Regions from separate parts of the Mus musculus genome. Here region 2 is linked to region 1. Evidence: chromatin contacts called from public HiChIP or PLAC-seq data. All regions are on one chromosome and are shown on one strand. Each heading gives the region's core, a stretch centred on a gene start, on an enhancer-like site or on the middle of the called end of the contact. The rest is flanking DNA. Distances are from core to core; before and after follow the strand shown.

The links. HiChIP or PLAC-seq counts read pairs in DNA pulled down with a chosen protein or histone mark.
Region 2: a contact with region 1 is called in an H3K4me3 HiChIP or PLAC-seq map of bone marrow-derived macrophages, with 2.8 times the contacts expected there. The contact joins the enhancer-like site here to the promoter of Hpse in region 1. A contact is called at or near these places in 5 of 39 promoter capture datasets (the C10 cell line, hematopoietic stem and progenitor cells, hippocampal neurons and 2 more), 3 of 484 Hi-C or Micro-C datasets (bone marrow-derived macrophages, embryonic fibroblasts and embryonic stem cells), 2 of 115 datasets of contacts at active chromatin or transcription factors (bone marrow-derived macrophages and large pre-B cells) and 2 of 9 other capture datasets (adipose tissue and liver).

Annotation. Positions count from the first base shown.
Region 1 is chr5:100,718,074-100,721,088 of GRCm38.p6, forward strand. It overlaps Hpse (heparanase), which reads right to left and starts at 1,643. Exons shown (of 12, transcript NM_152803.5): 1 at 1,319-1,643. The coding sequence starts at 1,521.
Region 2 is chr5:100,555,493-100,558,740 of GRCm38.p6, forward strand. It overlaps Plac8 (placenta-specific 8), which reads right to left. Exons shown (of 5, transcript NM_139198.3): 4 at 988-1,103. The coding sequence ends at 999. Among named protein-coding and RNA genes, the nearest start is that of Plac8, 15 kb to the right of the region's middle. Within about 2 kb of position 1,844, at least 16 of the 459 cell types and tissues checked have an H3K27ac peak or open chromatin away from gene starts, as enhancers often do. A contact at or near this core is called in bone marrow-derived macrophages and liver, where this site is marked.

The DNA.
Region 1 (3,015 bases), core at 393-2,892:
AACAATTAGCTTAACCTTCAAGCTTTGTAAGAAGCACCAACTCTCTCAAGCCATTACAGAAATCCAATGAGTCAGATTGGAGAAAACAGGGTAGTTGGACTACCAGACCCTTAGCCATGGGGATGAATCTGTGTGAGATCTGCAGTGATGCCAGATAGTGTGGGCTTGGACATGCGATCGAAGTCTAGGCCTTTGACAATGGTGACAGAATGGGCTGGTGAAGATGTAGTCAGCTGAGTGTGGTGGCCCTCAAGAGGCAGGGAGATCAAAAGTTCAAGGTCAGCCTTCAATAGTGGTTACACAATGTCAAAAACAACAAAGGACGTGGTCATCTCTGGAGGCTCCCAAGTTTAGAAGGCCTATGACTGTGCCTGAGCCTTTCATCTTGGGGACAGTCTGCACTCACGGAACAGGGGCCAGAGATGTGGTTCCTGCAGTTGATGAGGCAGCCTCCGCTCTGCACCCTCATCTTGGAGAATCGTGCCTCTATGGTGTTTTTATTAGCATATATTAATTATACATAATAATGGGGTTTCGTCACGACATCTTCAAATGTGTATAAAGTGTATTTTTGGTCATATTCTCTCCTGTCTGTCCCACTGACCTCTATCATTTTCCCAGTCAGTCAGTCAGTCAGTCTCCGGCTCCTTTCTCCATCTCTCTCTCTCCTCCCTCCACTCCTATTCAGTCCAGTCTACCCTCAAACTTGCTACGTTGCTAAAGATCGCCGTTAACTCCTGATCCTCCTACACCTACTTCCCAAGTGCCAGTCTGCAAGTGTGTGCCCATGCCAGGGATTACACAGCTCTGGGGATGGATGCAGGTCTTCTTGCATGCGAGGTACACAGTCCATTAACTGTATCACACCCAGCCCAGTAATGTTTAAATGCTTAAAAGGCAGCAAGATGAATAATGGTTCTTCTCCATAGAGGCTTTTCCTATCTTTTCTTTCTTCCTCTTTTAAATCAAAACTTCCTAACAGAGTTTAAGGGACACCAGCTTACTGGTCTTACACTGAAGCAAAATTCAAAGGCTCCAGACAAAGTGCTAAGGTTTATGACAGCTTCGTTTGTTTTGTTTTTGTTTTCCTCCAAATTTCCACTTCATACCTGGACCTGGCTGGTGCCCAGGCAACAAGCGCTGAGTAAATGAATCAGGAAAAGTCTTTTGAGGGGTGAGTGCACACAGGAGGGAGGCTCCAGAGAGCAAACACAAAGTTGTTTGAGCGAAGAGAGTGGCTGGCCCTCGCGAGTGTGATTGGACAGGCGAGGGGGAGCCGAGGACAGACGAAGGGACAGAACCTAGGGGCTGCACTTACCCCAGGAAGGTGAGGAAGCGCGGGTCGGTGGCCAGGCTGGCGTCGATGGTGATGGACAGGAACGAGGGACTCACGCTTCGGAGCGGCCGCTTGGTGTAAAACTCCAAGTCTACCACGTCGTCGGTCGGCGCGGTCCCCGCGGGGGCGCCCTGGGCCAGGGCACCGAGCGGCCCCCAGAGCCACAGCAGCAGCAGCCTCAGCATCCCACCTGGCTGGACCGCCCGCTGCCGGGAGAGCTGGGGCAGCCGGCGCGCTGGCTCAAGCCCCCTGCAACCGGTCCTGCTTCGCCTCTGGCGCCAGGACTCAGTACCCTCCCACAGCGCTCCATCCCTCCCACCCCTCCCGGGAGTCCCTCCCTAGCGCCCTCCCCTCCCCGCCCTCCCCTCCTCGCTCTCTTTCATTTCCGTGCTGGCTTTCCCCTCCGCCGCGGTCACGTCCACTTTTGAAATCATCCACACCCATCCAAAGGGTGCGGAGGTGGCCAGAATCCAAGATCCTCGGAGGCCTGGGGAGGGAGCGCCCGGGAGCCGCGCAGGGGTGGGACCAGCTTCCTGGTGTCCTGCGCACTCTGTCACCTTTTCTAGGTCCCATCCATTTGGCGCCAGGACTAGACCCTGAGTTAAAAGCCCCGGTTGAGGGTTCAGCCAGACCCTACCCCGACTCCCTTCTGCCTTAAGACACTGGTCACTTGAGCCTGCCCAAATCTGACCGAGCTAGGATGTCCTCTGCCCAGGATCTCAGGTATCTCTTTGTCGCTTGAAAAACCTGATCCGAGCATTGGCTAAAATGCAACTAGAAATCGGTCCTTGCACGGGGGTGGTGGTGATGGTGGTGGGGACCCTGTTTTTAAAGCAGTATTATGAAAACAGTATTTGGGAGAGCCTGCCTAAGAGTTGCTCTGAGGCTTGGCCAACCGCTAAAACCCAGCAAGAAGCCCCCAAGCAACTACCCTTGGAATCCTGAGCAACCCCTCCCCCAAACCCATCTTTTGCGGTTGCTGCAACTTTTGTTTTCCCTTGACATTTTACACTGGTATATAATGATAGCAAACAAGTGCTGAAGCTTGTGTGTGTGTGTGTGTGTGTGTGTGTGTGTGTGTTACCATGAAAGAAGCTTGAACCATGCTACACACACACACACACACACACACACACACACTCACACACACCAATCTGCCCAAGCATCAGCGCTAGCTGAACTCAGGTGTACAAGGCCAAGCAGATGGCAGCCTGTCTCTGCTGCTTTGCAGTCCCCTTGAGGAAGCTTTCCTGAGCTTCCAGGCAGCTGAGGCTCCCCAGTGTGAGGTCTCACCACACATTTCACATAGCACACACAGCAAGCATCCTCCCAGTATCCTCCATGTTAGAACTGTCTACACTTGTGATGTTGCTCATTGCTTGCTCACCTTATCTCTGGGCTTAAAAAGTCCTCCGAAGCAGAGATGGGGCCTGTGGGATACCCATGGCAGAGATGGGGCCTGTGGGATACCCATGGCATGCTCATACGTGGTACTGTGCTTGGTCTTTAGTAGGTAATCCATTCATATTTACTGAGTAAGCCAATGACACTTACATTTTTCCGTTTAGATTGCACCAACAGCAAAGCAATAAATAATAACGAATTTTTAATGAAATGTATATCTAATCTGCACCCATCTGTCTGTCTGGGTGATTTAAAAATTACCTGCCTAGTTAATG
Region 2 (3,248 bases), core at 594-3,093, 160 kb before region 1:
CCATTTTTTAAAAAAGATTATATATATATATATATCACCATTGCTGTCTTCAGACACACCAGAAGAGGGCATCAGATCCCATTACAGATGGTTGTGAGCCACCATGTGGTTGCTGGGAATTGAACTCAGGACCTCTGGAAGAGCTATTGGTGCCCTTAACCGCTGAGCCATTTCTCCAGCCCTCCACTTTTTTTTTTTTAGACTGGCTCCAACTAACCTGAAGCTTGTTCTTTTGTCTAGCCTTGCTAGTCAGCGGGCCCCAGAGATTCAATTGTTTCAGCCCTGTGTGTCGGGATTATAAAGTGTTGGACACCACACACACACACACACACACACCCCACACACATACACGTTCACACTCAAACTCATACCCACATGCACACATGCGTGCACACGGGCACACACACAGTCACACATACTCTCACAAACTCATAAACTCACACACCTGCACACTTTCACACATGCATGCATACAGGTGTGAACACACATATTGGACACACACATTGGTTCTGGGACTCCAAACTCAGGTCCTTCTGCTTAAACAGCAAGTAATTTACACAGTGAACCACCCCCCTCCATCATTTAAGCTTTGAGACAGAACTTCTTATGTAGCCCTGAGTAGACTGGAACTTATTTTGTAGACAACACTGGGTTTGAGGGCAACCCTTCTTCTGTCTCCCGGGTTTGGGGGTTACAGGATGCACCACCAAGCCCAGCTTCAACTTGTCTTGTGTACTCTGTAGCTTATATAAGTGGTAAGTTGCTTCATTCATAGACCAAAATGATTCTGGTAAGTTTGTAAAATGTCACCATTATTCAATAAATGTGGCTTAAACGAAGAAAAAAAAATCACAACCAATTATATTACATTATTATAATGAGATGGCACGGGAGACTTAAGAAACTGTCACTTCTGAAGTGTTATTCCAAACAATGAATAACTTCCCCAGCCCCTAATTCTGTGGCCCAAGCCCCACACTAACTCACCATCCAGCTCCTTAGAAAGCGTTCATGGCTCTCCTCCTGTTAATGTCTCTCTTGAGTTGGCACACAGAGCAAACAGGACAGAAGAGTGTGACCATGTAGTCATCACAAATAGATCCCTGTGGAAGACACGGGAGACACATGAATGGAAGCCAGCACTGCTTGTGGGTTTTTGGGGCATTTTAAGGAGAGCCAAAAGCACCGATTCTTTGGATTCTGTTTATTACTTTTTACGGTTTATTTTTTTATTTCGTGTGTGTGTGTGTGTGTGTGTGTGTGTGTGTGTGTGTGTGTGTGTGTGTTCGAGTGCGCCTGTGCACAGAGATGGGGGTGGGGGAGGAGGACCTGCAGGAGTCAGTTCTCTCCCTCCACCCTCTGGGTCCTGGGGATTGAACTTGGGTCGTCCGCTTTGGCCGGAAGTGCTTTTCTATCTGCTGAGCCATCTCATTTGCCCTGGATTCAGTTTAGATACCTTTAGGAAAACGTTAGCTGACTTTCTCCCATGTAACACTTGCTTCTTCATTCTAGGACTTTATAATTCTGAGAATATAAGTGTCAATCAAACTACCAAGTCCGAGAGTACAAGACGGAGACTTAGAACGTCAGATCTCACAGCCCGGACGCTATTTGGCTCAAAACAATTACACCAGGATGAAAAGCACTGGGCACGTGATGTGGCGAGCAGTTTGGGAAGAGATTTAGGGAAGTGGCAAAGAACTTGGGGTCAAAGTACTCCTAAAAACCAATTTAGAAAGTAAAAGTTTGGCAGGAAATGTAACCACACTCGCTTTAAGATACTGACTGTGACACATTTATACACATAAAGCCTGGACAAGGAATTAGGCAAAGGAACACAGAGGCATGGGGTGGGAACCAGGAAGGTAAGGGCACTAAAGCCGGGCTCGCGCTCGGTGGAGTTTGTAGGTAAAGCCCACGCGGAGAAGCGAATGTCCAAGAACATCCAAAGCAAAGGGAATAAAAATTGCTCTAGGCAAAGGAAGTCAGGGAATGACAGTCTATAAAATGAGATCATTTAAAGAACTATTTGCTTGAGGCCTGCAGTTTTCATCCATTAAAAAAGAAATCCACACTAGGAAACAGGGAAGTAAGGCAATTTGGGATAAACACAGAAGGTTAGAATTCCCATCCTCGAAGGAGAAAAGTCAAGCAAGAGTCGCAGAACTCACAACAGGAAGCAGCCATGGGCGGAGAGGTGGGGACGTTACACTAGATAAACCCCAAGTTAAGCATCAGGGAACAGGGAAATCGGGCAGAGAGCCAAACCTGCCCTAGGGCAGTTGTCCTGGGACGCTAGGGCAGAAGGTCCAATCCCAGAGCCTCCCAATGTGGGCCTCAGGGCTCCAGGAGACGCACAGGAGAAAAGGGTGGGTATTGTCGCAGGTCTTAAGACTGGGTGCACACACTCCAAGATACTAACAAATATCCCTCCGAGACTATCAATCTACAAACCATCAGCATTTACAGAAATGTGTTCCTGTAAGTCACAAGGACAGAAGCATAGCCGAAGAAGATGCTCACAAGTTATTGTTTATTACCAACCAGGCAGTGGACTTGGTAACTAAAGGGTTCAATTTTCACTTTTTACTTCATACGTTTCTATTTTAAGTTTGTTAGTTTTTTTTAAATTAGATAGATATTTACTTTGCAATTAAAAGATACCGATTAAATTTCTCAAGTGAAAAAACAATTTCAGTGAAATTAAAATAGATTCCTGGAAAATGCTGCATGCTTTTTTGCTTTCTGTGATGGTCAAGTTTATGTCTTACCTTGTCTAGGCCATAGATGGACATAGATGTGTGGTTCAACATCATTCTAGAAGTTTGTTGAAGATGTATTTGACATAAAAATTAATGTTTAAGTCTGTAGACTTGGGATACAATAGATCACTTTACATAACATAGATGGACCTCTCTCTTCCAGTTAGTGAAAGACCTTTTTATTGGGACCTGAGACTCAGTGAGTCTGGCCAGGGGGCCACAGAGATCCACCTGTCCCCACCTCCCCAGTGCTGGGATTGACCTCAGGTCCTTAGGCTTGCAGAGCAAGGATTCACCAACTGAGCTCTCTCCAGCTTTATCCTCTGGCCTGTCCCTCCTGACGCCCCTTCTTTCTGACAGGGTCATGCTATGTACCTCAGGCTGGTGTCAACCTCTTAATCTTCCTGCCTCAACTTCCAAGCCCTAAAATCTCAGGGGTGTGTGTGTGTGTTATCACCCTCAGCTAGCTGAAGACCTTGATAGAAA